2 separate regions of the Zea mays genome follow, and region 1 is linked to region 2. A link is a contact called in public Hi-C data. All regions are on one chromosome and are shown on one strand. The core of a region is the stretch at or near the end of the contact, and the rest is flanking DNA. Distances in the headings are between cores, read along the strand shown.

Evidence for each region. A called contact is a pair of places that touch in the nucleus more often than the background predicts.
Region 1: a contact with region 2 is called in a Hi-C map of tassel, with 2.8 times the contacts expected there. The contact joins the promoter of LOC100273790 here to the promoter of LOC100384172 in region 2. A contact is called at or near these places in 2 of 25 Hi-C or Micro-C datasets (ear and tassel).

The regions. Positions count from the first base shown.
Region 1 is chr2:202,339,068-202,345,626 of Zm-B73-REFERENCE-NAM-5.0, forward strand. LOC100273790 (ER lumen protein retaining receptor family protein) reads left to right here and starts at 2,716. Exons shown (of 6, transcript NM_001360445.1): 1 at 2,716-3,038; 2 at 4,609-4,808; 3 at 5,262-5,402; 4 at 5,480-5,560; 5 at 5,863-5,987; 6 at 6,065-6,465. The coding sequence starts at 2,816. The coding sequence ends at 6,113.
Region 2 is chr2:202,183,713-202,190,578 of Zm-B73-REFERENCE-NAM-5.0, forward strand. LOC100384172 reads right to left here and starts at 3,037. Exons shown (of 17, transcript NM_001362247.1): 1 at 2,911-3,037; 2 at 2,224-2,333; 3 at 2,016-2,124; 4 at 1,218-1,387; 5 at 94-185. The coding sequence starts at 3,020. It also overlaps the pseudogene LOC103649216.

The DNA of each region.
Region 1 (6,559 bases), core at 1,466-3,965, 160 kb after region 2:
GCGTGTGGTAGAGTTGGGGTGGGAGCGCACAAGGCGGTAATATAAGGAATTGCTGGGTGCACGCCTGCACGGTCACAGAGGATTTAGGCCCTGTTTGGGAGGGCTCTGGCTCCTCTAAAACTGGCTCCAATCGCGGCTCTTTTAAAGAAGCAACTTCTCTGCCGCAGCCGATGTCTTTTACAAATCGTTTGGTAAAACGACTCTTTACTGAACACCAGCGAGAGGCTGCACGTGGTGCATGCGCACGGGGATGGGCGTGGAGCTAGTGCGAGAGCAGGTTTTTTGGGCTCCGACTCTTAGGAGCTAAACTGACTTCTGCTCTCTTTAAAGAGTCATTTCAGCAGACTCGTTTGGGAGAGCTTCATCACGGAGCCGGAGCTGGAGCCACGGGAGAGCCGTCCCAAACGGGCTCTTAGAAGGAAGTTTTCGGCCGATGTCTGTGGGACCGTACGATATGTTTGCTGCGGTGGGCCGCAACTGGCAGTGAGGGGAGCGGGTGGGGGTGTTGAATGTGGCGCGAGTGGTGAGGCATGCCGCGTGCGTGGAGCATCGACAGGAGAACAACCCGTGGCCGCGTTGGTCCGGGGGAAAGACCCTCTTTGACCGCGAGCGACGTCGCGCTGTGCTTTCGGCGTACACGTACCGTACAACAACAGCACCGGCGACGAGCAGTCCAGGGGCTGCAGTAGCCTTAACGCGCATCAAACAGACAAACAGTTAGTGACTGTTAGTCTTTAGTGGTGTTTGAATGCATTAAAACTAATTGTTATCTGCTAAAATTAGTTGAGATATCCAAACAATCTAGTTAATAATTTAGCTATTAGCTACTTTTAGTAATATAACTACTCGTTAGCTAGCTATTGGGTAGCTAGCTAATTTTATTAGTAATTTTTAGTCAACTAACTATTAACTCTTGTGCATTCAAACACATCTTATATCAAACGATTCTCCCTTCAAATCCTCTACTCGTACTTTTTATTCATATTTAGGGGGTGTTTAAATGCAATAGAGCTAATAGTTAGTCTAAAAATTGCTAGTGAATTTAGCTAGCTAATAAATAGCTAGCTAACTATTAACTAATTTACTAAAAATAACTAATAATTGTACTATTAGCTAAAGTGTTTGCATGTCTACAACTAATTTTAGCCGCTAATTATTAGCTATAGTGCATTCAAACACTCCCTTAAATATATCCCGTCAATTGTTCTTTCCCTATTTCAGGGGTGTTTAGTTTTTAGGGACTAAATTTTAGTCTCTCTATTTTATTCCATTTTAGTTTCTAAATTGTTAAATACGAAAACTAAAACTCTATTTTAATTTCCGTAATTAGTAAAATAGAATAAAATATAGGGACTAGAAACTAAACACCCCTTCTACTCCTCTTCAACCTAGTTTCATAACACAACTGTTATCAAGTAACTTAAAAATAGTTAAATTTTACAGTTAAATGTGCCAATTAGTGGAAGGGAAAGATTAGAGCTTCCCATTTCAAGGGGCGTGGGCGAGCTCACCCTAGCGAGAGGGTGCATGAGGGCCGAGGGGGCGTTGTTAGAGCAGGAGGGGGTGATTTCGGGGGGGGGGGGGGGGGGGGGGGGGGAGAAATGTAGAGACGACCTTAGAGTATATTCAGTGGTTTTGTAATAAAAAAAGCTCCCTAAAAATATATATGAGAAAGTTGCTAAATAATAATAGGGAGTAAAATTTTTTCTCCAGTAGTTCTTTATTTTTAGTTGCTAAATATTTCAAATTATACTAGTAGAAAACTTCTCTCCCTCTCACGTTATAGTAAGTTTATGTTTTTTCTCATCAAACATGATATTGTTTTTCCAATGGTTCTAAAATCCGCGTACAAACAGACATAAATATATATGCCATCAATTTTAAATATAACCAAAATTGCTTGATTGGATGCTCTCTAGAGAAATATTGTAAACTGTAGAAATAAAAAAGTCTAACACGCAACAAAAATCTTTTCCACATAATAGCCAAAGTTTATTATTAAAAAATAAACAGAATAAAAATAGAAGACACATAGCACAAATTTTACACGAAAAAGTGTTTTGGAGAGTCCCTCTTGACTTGCCAAATGTGAGGACAAGAAAATATAAAATATCAACTTCTTAAATTTACCAACTTCGTTTATGAGTTCCATTAACGACATGTTTTCTCTCTCTAATAACTCGTTAAACTGAGATTTAGAAACCTTTTAACATAACAGTTGGAGATGCTTTAGAGCAACTTTAGTAACTTTTTAAAGGACTCTATAAATCAACAATTTAGGTAGTTGAACTAAACTCTCATATCCAACAACTCTCTAAATAAACTTTCTAAATTTAACTACTGATCATCTAGCTTCATTTTGTCTCTATATTTAGCAAACATTCACCAACTCTCTGAACAAAAAACTGATCATAATTTATATATTTTGTTATCCTTTTCCTAATCTACAGTAAAGATATATTGACAAAGTCTATGTGTCAGACGTCGACGATGCACGGTTACGATAGTCAGTTAGATTTTACGACTGACAATGCAACATTCGCACAAACGTTAACCCCGCCAGCCTCTCCCCAAACGGCAATGCAACCAGGTGGATAGGACTCACGTTAACCCCGCCAGCCTCTCCCCAAACGGCAAAATCACCAATGCAGCCATAACTCCGCCCCGATCTATCCGTCGCCCCTCCAAAAGCACGAGAGCGCAGGAAGTGAGAGAATAAAAATAATAATAATAAGGGGAAATAATAAGAAAAAAATTCTCGTGTTCTTCGACCGGTGGTGGTGGTGCGAACGCAAGGCGACCAAGGGGAGGCGAGATGAGGGGGGCGAAGCGGCCGCTCAGCGTGGTGACGTCGTGGGTGCGGCGGCAGCCGCCCAAGGTGAAGGCTTTCTTGGCCGTTGTCACCGGCATGGCCGCGCTCGTCGTCATCCGCTTCATCGTCCACGACCATGACAACCTCTTCGTCGCTGCCGAGGCTGCGCACGCGCTCGGCATAGGCGTCCTCATCTACAAGCTCACAAAGGAGAAGACATGTGCCGGTTCGTTTCCGCCTGCTTCTTTGCCACCCGTTCCCGATCTGTCGAGATCGCCCGTGCCGGCGCAGATAGGGTCTAGGATTTTTATAGGATTTGGCCCGCCAATTCAACGTTTCAGACGACGATTTTACTCCTGTGAACATCTAGGACTGGGAAAGGTTAGAATATTTATTTGGTCTATTTTGTATCTATAAATACCACTTATGTTTTTGTCCAATTTTTAGATAATGTTTGTTGTGACCTCAGATGTGTAGCAATGTCATTGTTTGGGGTCTTGTACGGGATTCAGTGCTAATGTATTCATCTGGTACATTTTGGAGCTGCAAGACGTGCTTGATTACATTATCCTTTGATTTGACTGGGGGAATTTGTATAGGCTTAGGTCCTATTTGTTTCGGATTATAATCTCTCCAGATTATATAATCCAGCGCAAATAATCCAGCAGGTAAACAGACAACTAGATTATAGGTTCAGATTATATAATCTAAAACCTAGATTATGATAATCTCAATCTCCTCAAGAGTAACTTATTTGAAATTATTTTTGGCAAAAGACCCAATACCCATGATTATGTAAATAGAAATTAAAATATATGTCATCCTTTTTTCCTCACCTCAAGTAAACAAACAAGGGTACTGTTGTCTTTGTGAATAATCTAGACTACCAAACAGCTACATATAGATTATAATCTATCTAGATTATAATCTGGATTATATAATTTAGATTATGTAATTTATAAGCTGAAACAAATAGGCCCTTAGGCCCTATTTGTTTACCCTCTAGATTATATAATCCAGCTTAAATAAGTTGAGAGGTAAACAAACAACACAGATTATTAGGTAGATTATGTAATCTAGGTATCTAGATTATGATAATCCATAAACAGGTCAATAGGTGCTTATATAATCTATAAGTTGGATTATATAATCTTGAAAGGAAACAAACAGGGCCTTATTTGACTCTTTTTTTAGATTGTTGTAGCATGTTGCGGTTATTTTGAAAAATATGGAGAAACCAAATCTTGAATAAGAATCACGTGGTTTCCAGGTTTTTTGCTCTCTTTACTCTTTAGTTCTTTCAACATCTATTTGTTTATTAGAATTCATTCTACTGCATTATGCATTCCTGTACCTTTTCTTCCAGTTAGCATATCCCTTATTCTAGTTACATAGATTTTGTTGTATATTGCAGATGATTCCATTTTTTATAGATTTTATATGATAGCTACTTGGCATGGTTTAGATTTGGAATTACCATATCAGAGCTCCAGAGATTATTCAGATGCGTGGTAAACTTATTGAGGGTCTACCTTGTGATTTAGTTCACATGGTGGATCTATTAATCATTTAGTTTGGTATTAAAACAATCCAACCTCAAACTGTGAAAATTACCCTAAATTTCACCGTTCAATGTATATGATTTCTTCAGAACGTCTGTTGTATGTGAGAAGATGGCCTAACACTATTACCCTGTCAGAAAATCCATTTTGCCATTCCATTTCTTTTATTTTGGTATCGTTCTCTACTTTATGTAGATTTGAGGGGTCTCAAGGTCTTTGCTTTTCATGTTGCAGGACTATCCCTCAAGTCTCAGGATTTAACTGCGTTATTTCTAGCTGTTAGACTGTACTGCAGCTTTGTCATGGAGTATGACATCCATACAATTCTGGACAGTGCTACACTTGTAGCCACACTGTTTGTTATTTATATGATACGGTTCAAACTGAGGTCAACTTATATGGTGGACAAGGATAACTTTGCATTGTACTATGTGGTAAGAAATAAACTTTTGCGTTGCTATTTTATAAATTTAGATCAATTACTGTTCTTAGCTAAGAATTCAGTTTCTCATACCCATGCTGATGATATTGACTTGGAGCTGTTCAGTTTGTGCAAAATGGAGCCACATTATCATCTCAATGTATAGTTAGAATGCACTGAAGTTGGTTAGGTTAAGACCAAGGCTGTGGTAGCTTCATAGCTAGACTGCACATCACCTTTTAGATCGTTTATTGTCGAAACATTTTTAAATCCATGTCTCTGTTTTGTTAGTAACTTGTTTCTTTCTCTTTCTGTACTTATGGGATCGGTGGTAGTGCTTCTAATGCCTCTGCGAACAGAAGGCATTGGACTTGTGCTGGCTAATTATACTTCTGCCTCAACGTTTCACGTCTTAGTTGTATATGGCCGTCTTATTGTGCTTGGGCTTTTGTTATTACCTTTCAAGGTGCTACCATGTGCTGGACTGGCACTACTTGTTCATCCTTCAACATCTCATAACATTGTGAACCGGATCTCCTGGGCGTTCTGTGTTTATTTGGAAGCTGTTTCAGTGCTTCCACAATTACGGTTGATGCAAAATACTAAGGTAATATCACCATCTTGCCATCTGGTTCCGTCGATTGCAGGATGATAAGTTTGACTTAATTTTACCATCTTTTGCAGATAGTTGAACCGTTTACAGCTCACTATGTATTTGCGTTGGGGGTTGCAAGGTTTCTTAGCTGCGCCCACTGGGTTCTACAGGTCAGTCTTTTTGGATAAACTCTTGAGCTAATGTACACAGCTTCATTGTTCTGTAGCAGCCTTTGTTTTTGTTGTTATTATTTTTTTACCTAATATAACTTTACATTTACCAATGCTTGTGTTTTAGGTCATTTTTGTTGAACAGACAGATTTCTTGTTTGACCATTGTAGATTTGTAGTCACTCTTAGCCATGAAAAAAACACGTCAATTCTGTACTCTGGTGTTTTCACATAACTGAACCACAATTAGACAAATGGTACTCAAACCCTGATCACCAGAAGCAACAAATTCTGCAATGTAGGTTTTGGATACGCGTGGCCGTCTGCTGACAGCTCTCGGCTATGGTCTGTGGCCGTCTATGGTGCTGTTTTCAGAAATCGTGCAGACATTCATCCTTGCAGATTTCTGCTACTACTATGTGAAGAGGTAAATCCAGTATTGCTGTTGAGTTTTAGTTGCCTGTTCCTTTGGGCGTCGTCTAATAGGTGATTGCCGTTGTACAGCCTGGTTGGTGGGCAGCTGGTGCTACGGCTTCCCTCAGGGGTGGTGTAAGAGAAGTGCAAGCTGCAGCAGAATACAAAACTTTAGTGCTTCACCGGTTCATATGTACTTTTAGTAGTGCCCAACCTGGGAGCCTTTTTTAGTTGATGTTACGAGTTATGACTATATGTATGGCAAAATTGCTGCAAGGGTCCTCTTAAAAGATAGGTTGATATTGAGACTGTTTATAGCTGCGCTTTTCTGGATACCCAATCTTTGGGTACTTGGCTTCTGCCGTATGACTGTCGTGGTCTTAGGATCAGGTGGTTAATGGTCTCTTTGGATTAGACAATTCTAGAATGCTTTCATAAATTGATATTGATCTATGCAGAACTGGCCACGTGAAAATCGTGGGACTAAGGTCATCAGGTCGTATTCACTTTAACATTGATATTACCAAGATAGGGGTTCCTTTCTGGCCCATTACTAATCTTTAGTACCTGTTTGGATCTACGGAA
Region 2 (6,866 bases), core at 1,787-4,286:
TTGTGAACTGTCGAGTAAAATCAGGGGGGTTGAAATCTTATACTATATCTATATAGTAAACAAAAGAGATGAAATTCTGCACAAAATATTTACCTGTTCAAGTACAGAAATTAGTTCCATGGCAGTAGCTTTAAACTGCCTAGAAAGAGCAATAAGATCTGCGTCTTGCTCTGCATGCTCCAATTCTAAAAATTTACAGACATATTAGTAGAGATGTAAAAGTCTGAGTTTTATAACAAGTGAATTCAAAGAAAAAAACAGATGGATAATTGAATCATCCTTTAGGAAAGGATGTATTAAGATGCATTAACCTTTACGGTATAAAGGTATTGCATGAGAAGAAACTGTACTTATGTACTATGCAATAAAAGCCATAAACTTAAGATTACAATGATCAATTAAACAGACACAGAACAAGTTCCTTTAAGTGGAGTGGTGCTTACTCAGGAGGAGGACAGACATGTGTGGGTGCACTCGAGCTCTGGTGTTTTCTCTTCCAAATCTTGTTATTCGGCGTTGTTTATGGGAGCTATTACTTTCCAGCCATGGAAATGGGTGTGGAAGTCGTGGGCACCCCCCAAATGCAATTTTTTTGTTTGGCTGGCGATAAGGAATAAATGTTGGACTGCGGATAGACTTCAGAGGAAAGGACTACCACACCCGGTGGTCTGTCCACTATGTGATCAAGAGCAGGAAACTATCTTGCACCTCTTGTGCTCTTGCAGTTTCGCTAGACAATTTTGGCATGTTATATTTTCAGCTTTGAGGATGGGACATCTTACGCCTACTAGGGAGGCGGGCTCTTTTGTGGATTGGTGGGGCAAGGTGCATAGGAGGGTCCCCAAACATATCAGAAAAGGTTTCCATAGTCTCATTATCCTGGGGACCTGGTGTTTATGGCTACATCGCAATAAGGCGGTATTTGATGGTGTCAACCCTTCATTAAGCACCATTCAGAGGCTTTTCTTGGATGAGGTGGAGTGCTGGTGTATGGCTGGTGCGAAGCAGCTCGAGAGTCTTGGGCTTCTGACTGCATTTGCTAGGAGGGCTAGGGCTTTTCCTAGTGCATGAGGTTGCACTGTTTTATTTTCTATTTATTTTTGCCTGTTATGGCATTGTACTTTGGTCCATTTCGGACCTTTCTCTCTTTCAATATAATGATGCGCAGTTCTCCTGCGTGTTCGAGAAAAAAAAGTTCCTTTTATTCAAAACTTTACCAGTCTTTGTCATGTCAAGGCGCGAAACACGGGCAAAATGGTATGGTCCTCTTGCATTTAGTTCCTGAACGCTGAACCTACATAGACCTTCAAGAACAACAATGTATGTAACCCTTCCACTTGGCTTCTCCACCCCTCTGGAAAGGTGTAAAGCTCTGGCAGCAACTCCCCTGCACATGGAACAAAAACAAAGTCAAGGAAAAGTTGAATAAAAAACCCATAAGGTAGTGAAATATTGCCATATCATAATTGCATAAAAAATGTGTAACGTAGATTATCTATAATCCACCATGTTTCGCCAGTGTATGTACCCATAGGTTCAATATAGCTTAAGTTATAGCTGGAAATAATAAATATAAATTTGCATAGTTCAGCAAACCTTTCATAAGAAGAAGTAGGTTAAGCACATATGATGTTAAAATATGGAAAACCGTGCATGCTTACAACGCTCCTCTAGCTAAGCTTATTAATCAAAACTGTGTGAAAAATCAATTGGACAGATTACTGTGTGAAAAATATCTGCTCACTGTGAATCTTATATCAGCCATCATTATCTCAGACAACTGTAGGCTAATGAACGTTGCACTTGTGTGCACACGCATACACAGGGTAAAATAAATAAAAAAGGCAACCATTTTCCTTCATCTATTATTCATGTTTATAGAATAGAATGCAGTATAAACCCCACTGTTATATTCACCAACAGTCATCTTCCAAACTTGAATGTGTTTATCTCTATATAAGCTTGTCCATGAATAAAATACAAGCATTAGATAAGCAAAGATAGTGATGTCACACTTGGTGTGCCACTGAATGGGCTCCTTCCCATTTTTTAGGTGCTGCTTTGATGACTCTCCTGCAGAACCGACGGCCTTACTGCCTCCTCCGCCTGAATCACTGCCCACACCTACAAGAGTGATAACAACTGCAAGAAGTAAATGTATGTCCACAATGCTCAACAACTTTGCTTATACGGCAAAACTCGAAGTCACGATCTTCATCTCACCAGGAGACAGCAAAGAGCCAATAGCTGTTGCCTCCGAGTCCCGCACAGGAAGTACCCCGATCAGTCCTTTATCTTCCTTCTGCCAGAGCTCTTGCTCCACCAACTTCACACTGGAGAGGCAAACAATCACACCGACAAAGTTACAAACCAAGTAAAAAATCAAAACAATCTGCAAAAACAAGGATTCCTCCCACATAGTCAATATACATAATAGTAAGTCGACTCCGAAGGAAAGCTCAACCACAAGGGACCAAACTGCGCGTAGAAAAGTAGGACACTAACGGGAAGGTGGAAAACGGACGCGGAATCTGCCGGCCCTCAAAAGCAAACAGCCCACTGAAAACCCGCCAAATTCAACGAACGCATCAAATTGAGACCACAAATTTCAAAATTTTCCGTCTGAAGCGAGATACCAAATTTACTTAATTCGCATACTGCTTCAAAATTGAAGGCAAGGAGTCGCTATTTCGTAGCAAGTGTGGGTAATTAGACGTAACACAGACCACGTGTCTACAAAACAGTTGCGATGGGGATAAAACCAATATAAAGAAAATAAACTCCCTAAACAGAAAACCTTGAGCCCGATACGCCGAACGCGCACCAAATTAATCCCCAAACCCAAAATCGAAACCCACGCCGATGATCAGGCGGCGCTACAAGCTCTCTACGGCTGGTGCGGGCGCTCACCTACTGGGGTTGGTGCATCGGATCCGAACGATGGCTCCAGGGAGCAGCACCTTGTTGCGGAAAGGCAGTATGGCGAGCCGGTTCGGCAGCTCCACCGGCGAGTCCGCCATGTAACAAATCGGCGTCGATGCCGAGGTGGGTTGGAGCCGTGGAGAGGAGCTGAGGAGGGGAGAGGCGCACCAACGTACGGCAAAGCAGAGAAAAAAAAAACTGGAGAGTAAAAAGAGGGCGTGAGGTGGAAGACGACGAGGATAGAGGGTTGGGTCGGCGGGCGAGTACGGAACTGTCCGGTGTCAGGGGAGCAGTTTCCTGGGGTGTTTGGTTGCAGGGAGCCAGGGACTGTGTTTTGCAATTTATAGAAGGCTTATTTATTTATCCTCCAGATTATATAATTTAACTTAAATAAGATTAGAGAGTTAAACAAACGATGTGGATTATTAGATGGATTATATAATCTAAATTAGGTGTGTGTCCGTGCGTTACAACGGGAACATATAATATCACGATAACTTATATAAAAATGTGTTACATTGTTATGAGAAGATTTTGTAATCTATTGGTGATCCTGATTATACATATAAATTTTGTTATTTTAATCTACTTGTTTCATCACTACATTGTAACCATCAATATCATGCAGACCTATATATATATGATAGTAGGTGTATATGCATTGCAACGACTCACAAATCTATTACTACTCTATAAGACCCTATTGTAGGCGTCCCACTCGATGGCCTTGGCTGTGCTGCACGCCACACTTGGCCCGCCAGGTACCGTCAGGATAGCATATTTCTGCATGGCCAATGATTTAGTAATATGTTTACATGTTAATGTCTGCTGGCTGAAGAATGCCCCTCTATCCTCCTAAAATTAGTAAAGAGATTAGATCTTGATTTTTATGTCTATATTCAAATAAATGAACATATATTAATTATTGTATGAATTTATTAAGAACCTAAACGAATTTAAATTAGCTCCACCCACCTGTGAGAAGAACCTCTCGAAGACCATCCTATAGTAGTAGGCCTCCTTGGTGGTCGGAGTGTTGTGTGGGAAGATGAACTTTGCATTCGACAGCATCTTGTCAGTCACCAACATTCAAATAGTGTATGTATATGGATCATGATCCATGGAGAGAGAGAAAAAACAGAGCTGTCCTTAAATTGACATGGCAACATTTACATTTGATGCTGCATGAGCCTTCAGGCCATCGATCCAGCTGTACCCGACGCCGTCACTGAACTGCTCCTTCTGTCTGTAGAGGATATGCTGCAAGGCAAAATCTTTTTAGATGTCTGTCTGAACGTCCAAATTTTGGCTAGGGAAGATTCAAGCAGCTGAAACGCAGGTTGGCTACCACCTTGGGCAGGAATGGATGCTCCTCGTCGTCGAATGCCTTCCTCAGCACCCACTTATCAATCCTTCCAAGATCAGGTCGGACCTGCAAATTAAAGCCCTCATCTGGTCACATATACATAATGCTTTGATTTGCTTTGTTTGATTGAAAAGGCAATGAGCTCTCTTTCCGTTCTCAGCTAGGGTAGTGTCAGCAAATACCATCTTCCACTCAGGATCGATGCTCATGGCCGCATTGATGAACTCCTTGTCCAGGAACGGGACGCGAGCCTCCAAGCCCCAAGCCGACGTCGCCTTGTTGGCTCTCAGGCAGTCATACTGATGCAGAGCCTTAACCTGCAGAGCAAGAATCGATCATCCATCCATCCACCAATGTCAGCCAGTCAGTCAGTGAAAGAAATTGACACAGACCTTCCTGCACGTCTCGCGGTGCAACTCCTCCTTGTTGGGCGCCTTGTGGAAGTAGAGGTAGCCTCCGAAGAGCTCGTCGGAGCCCTCGCTGGAGATGACCATCTTGACCCCGAGGGACTTGATCTTGCGCGACATGAGGAACATGGGCGTGCTCGCCCTGATTGTGGTGACGTCGTACGTCTCCGTGTGGTAGATCACGTCCTCGATGGCGTCGATGTCGTCCTAAACGGTGAAGTGGAACTCATGGTGCAGGGTGCCCAAGTACTCCGCCACCTCCCTGGCCGCCTTGAGGTTAGGGGAACCCTCCAGGCCCACGTAGAAGGAGTGGAGCTTGGTGCCCCAGCGCCTGGCGGCCTCTGTCCCGGCGAGGTGGCGAACGACGACGGCCGCCACCAGCGACGAGTCCAGCCCGCCGGAGAGCAAGACGTTGAACGGGATGTCTGTCATTAGTCGCTTCACCACGACCTTCTCGAACGCCTTCCTTAGCGCCATCGGGTCGTAGGGGACGGAGGGGGTGACGATGGCCTCATCGTCATCGTCGTCGTACCCAGGAGGGTTGGACGGAGTGCCGCGATCTGACGGCTTTGGGCTGGGTTGGGCTGAAAGGAAGAAATCAAGTCAGGGACGGAGAGCACGAGCTAAAGAAGTCAAGCTGGTCAACTGACTGGATAGAGCAAGGACGTCGGTCTCGGACAGGCGCCAGGGCGGCTGAGGGGCGAGGGCAGAAACGGGGCCAAGTCCGAGCGCTAGAGCGGGCGGTCAGCGGTGAGCGGGCGGACGACGATGGGAAGAGTTGTCCTGCTCGACTCGCTCTCCCCGAGGTGGTATTCCGCGGTGGGGCGGCGATGGGAAGAGTTGGGAGGCATGAAGTCGCGGCGGCGGCGCGGTACTGCGAGGAGAGCGAGTCGAGCAGGTAGAGGATCGGCCACAGCGACGCTCGGGGGGCATGGACGGAGATCTTGGAGTGGAGGTCAGCGGATGAGAGCGCATCATTGGGGCAGCCCGAGGCGGCGAGGTGGCGCTTGATGGACTCCGCGAGCGCGTGCTCATCGGGGAGGACCGCGAGGGTGAGGCGGCTGGAGAGGATCCGGTGGTTGATGGACTTCCAGCATGCCTCACATGGCGGGCGGGGATTGCGGAGGGCGGGCGGGCGGATCGCGGTTGTCGCGTCTGGCGGGCGGGCGGGGTAGGGAGGCGGGGACAGTCTACAGTGCTCTCTTAATAGTTAGTAGATTTGAAGAGTCGTTTTTAGAGGCACGCACACACTATGCCCTCCTCTTTAGTTGCTTAGTGCATGTTTGTTTCAGATTATATTCTATCTCAATTATATAATCTACGTTAAATAATCTAGATTATTATGCCGGATTATATAATATGGAGGCTAGATTATCGCAATCTCATAATCTACTCAAGGGGTGCTTATTTGATATTATTTTTTTTTGGAAATGACCCAATACCATTTCAACTTCAGAAGAAATTAACCACTATTACCACTCTTTTAAAAACGTTTCATTTATTTTTCCTTGCTCTCGCTACGTAACACTTGACTAAAATTAATAATCAAAATTTCAATAAGCTGGATTGCCAAATAGGTACGTTCAAACTATGTAATATAGATTATATAATCTATAGTTACAAAGAATGCCTTCCTCTGAAATTCATTTATAGATGTGAGCGTCCTAAGAAGACCACCATAGAAAATCATCAAGCAACGATCGATCGTTACCCCCAAACCTTGTACTGTCGCTGTGTTACGATTACAGAGTACGCTACAGAGTAGCAAGTACGCCTTTAGGAACTGCACAAAGTAGTTCGTACAGTGTATGTCCGGTGCTCAGCATCATGTCTCTTGTGTGATGAGATGAGACCTTCATTGGAGTTGTGTCGGGGACCATAATTAGGGGTACCCTCAAGGCTCCTAATTCTCAGCTGGTAACCTCCATCAGCATAAAGCTGCAAAGGCCTGATGGGTGCGATTAAGTCAGGGATCAGTCCATTCGAGGGACTCGATCACGCCTCGCCCGAACCTAGCCTCGGACAAGGGCAGCCGACCCCGGAGGATCTCCGTCTCGCCCGAGGCCCCCCTCCAGCGGCGAACATATTTCCGGCTCGCCCGAGGCCCTGTCTTCGCCAAGAAGCAACCCTGACCAAATCGTCGCACCGACCGACCAAATTGCAGGAGCATT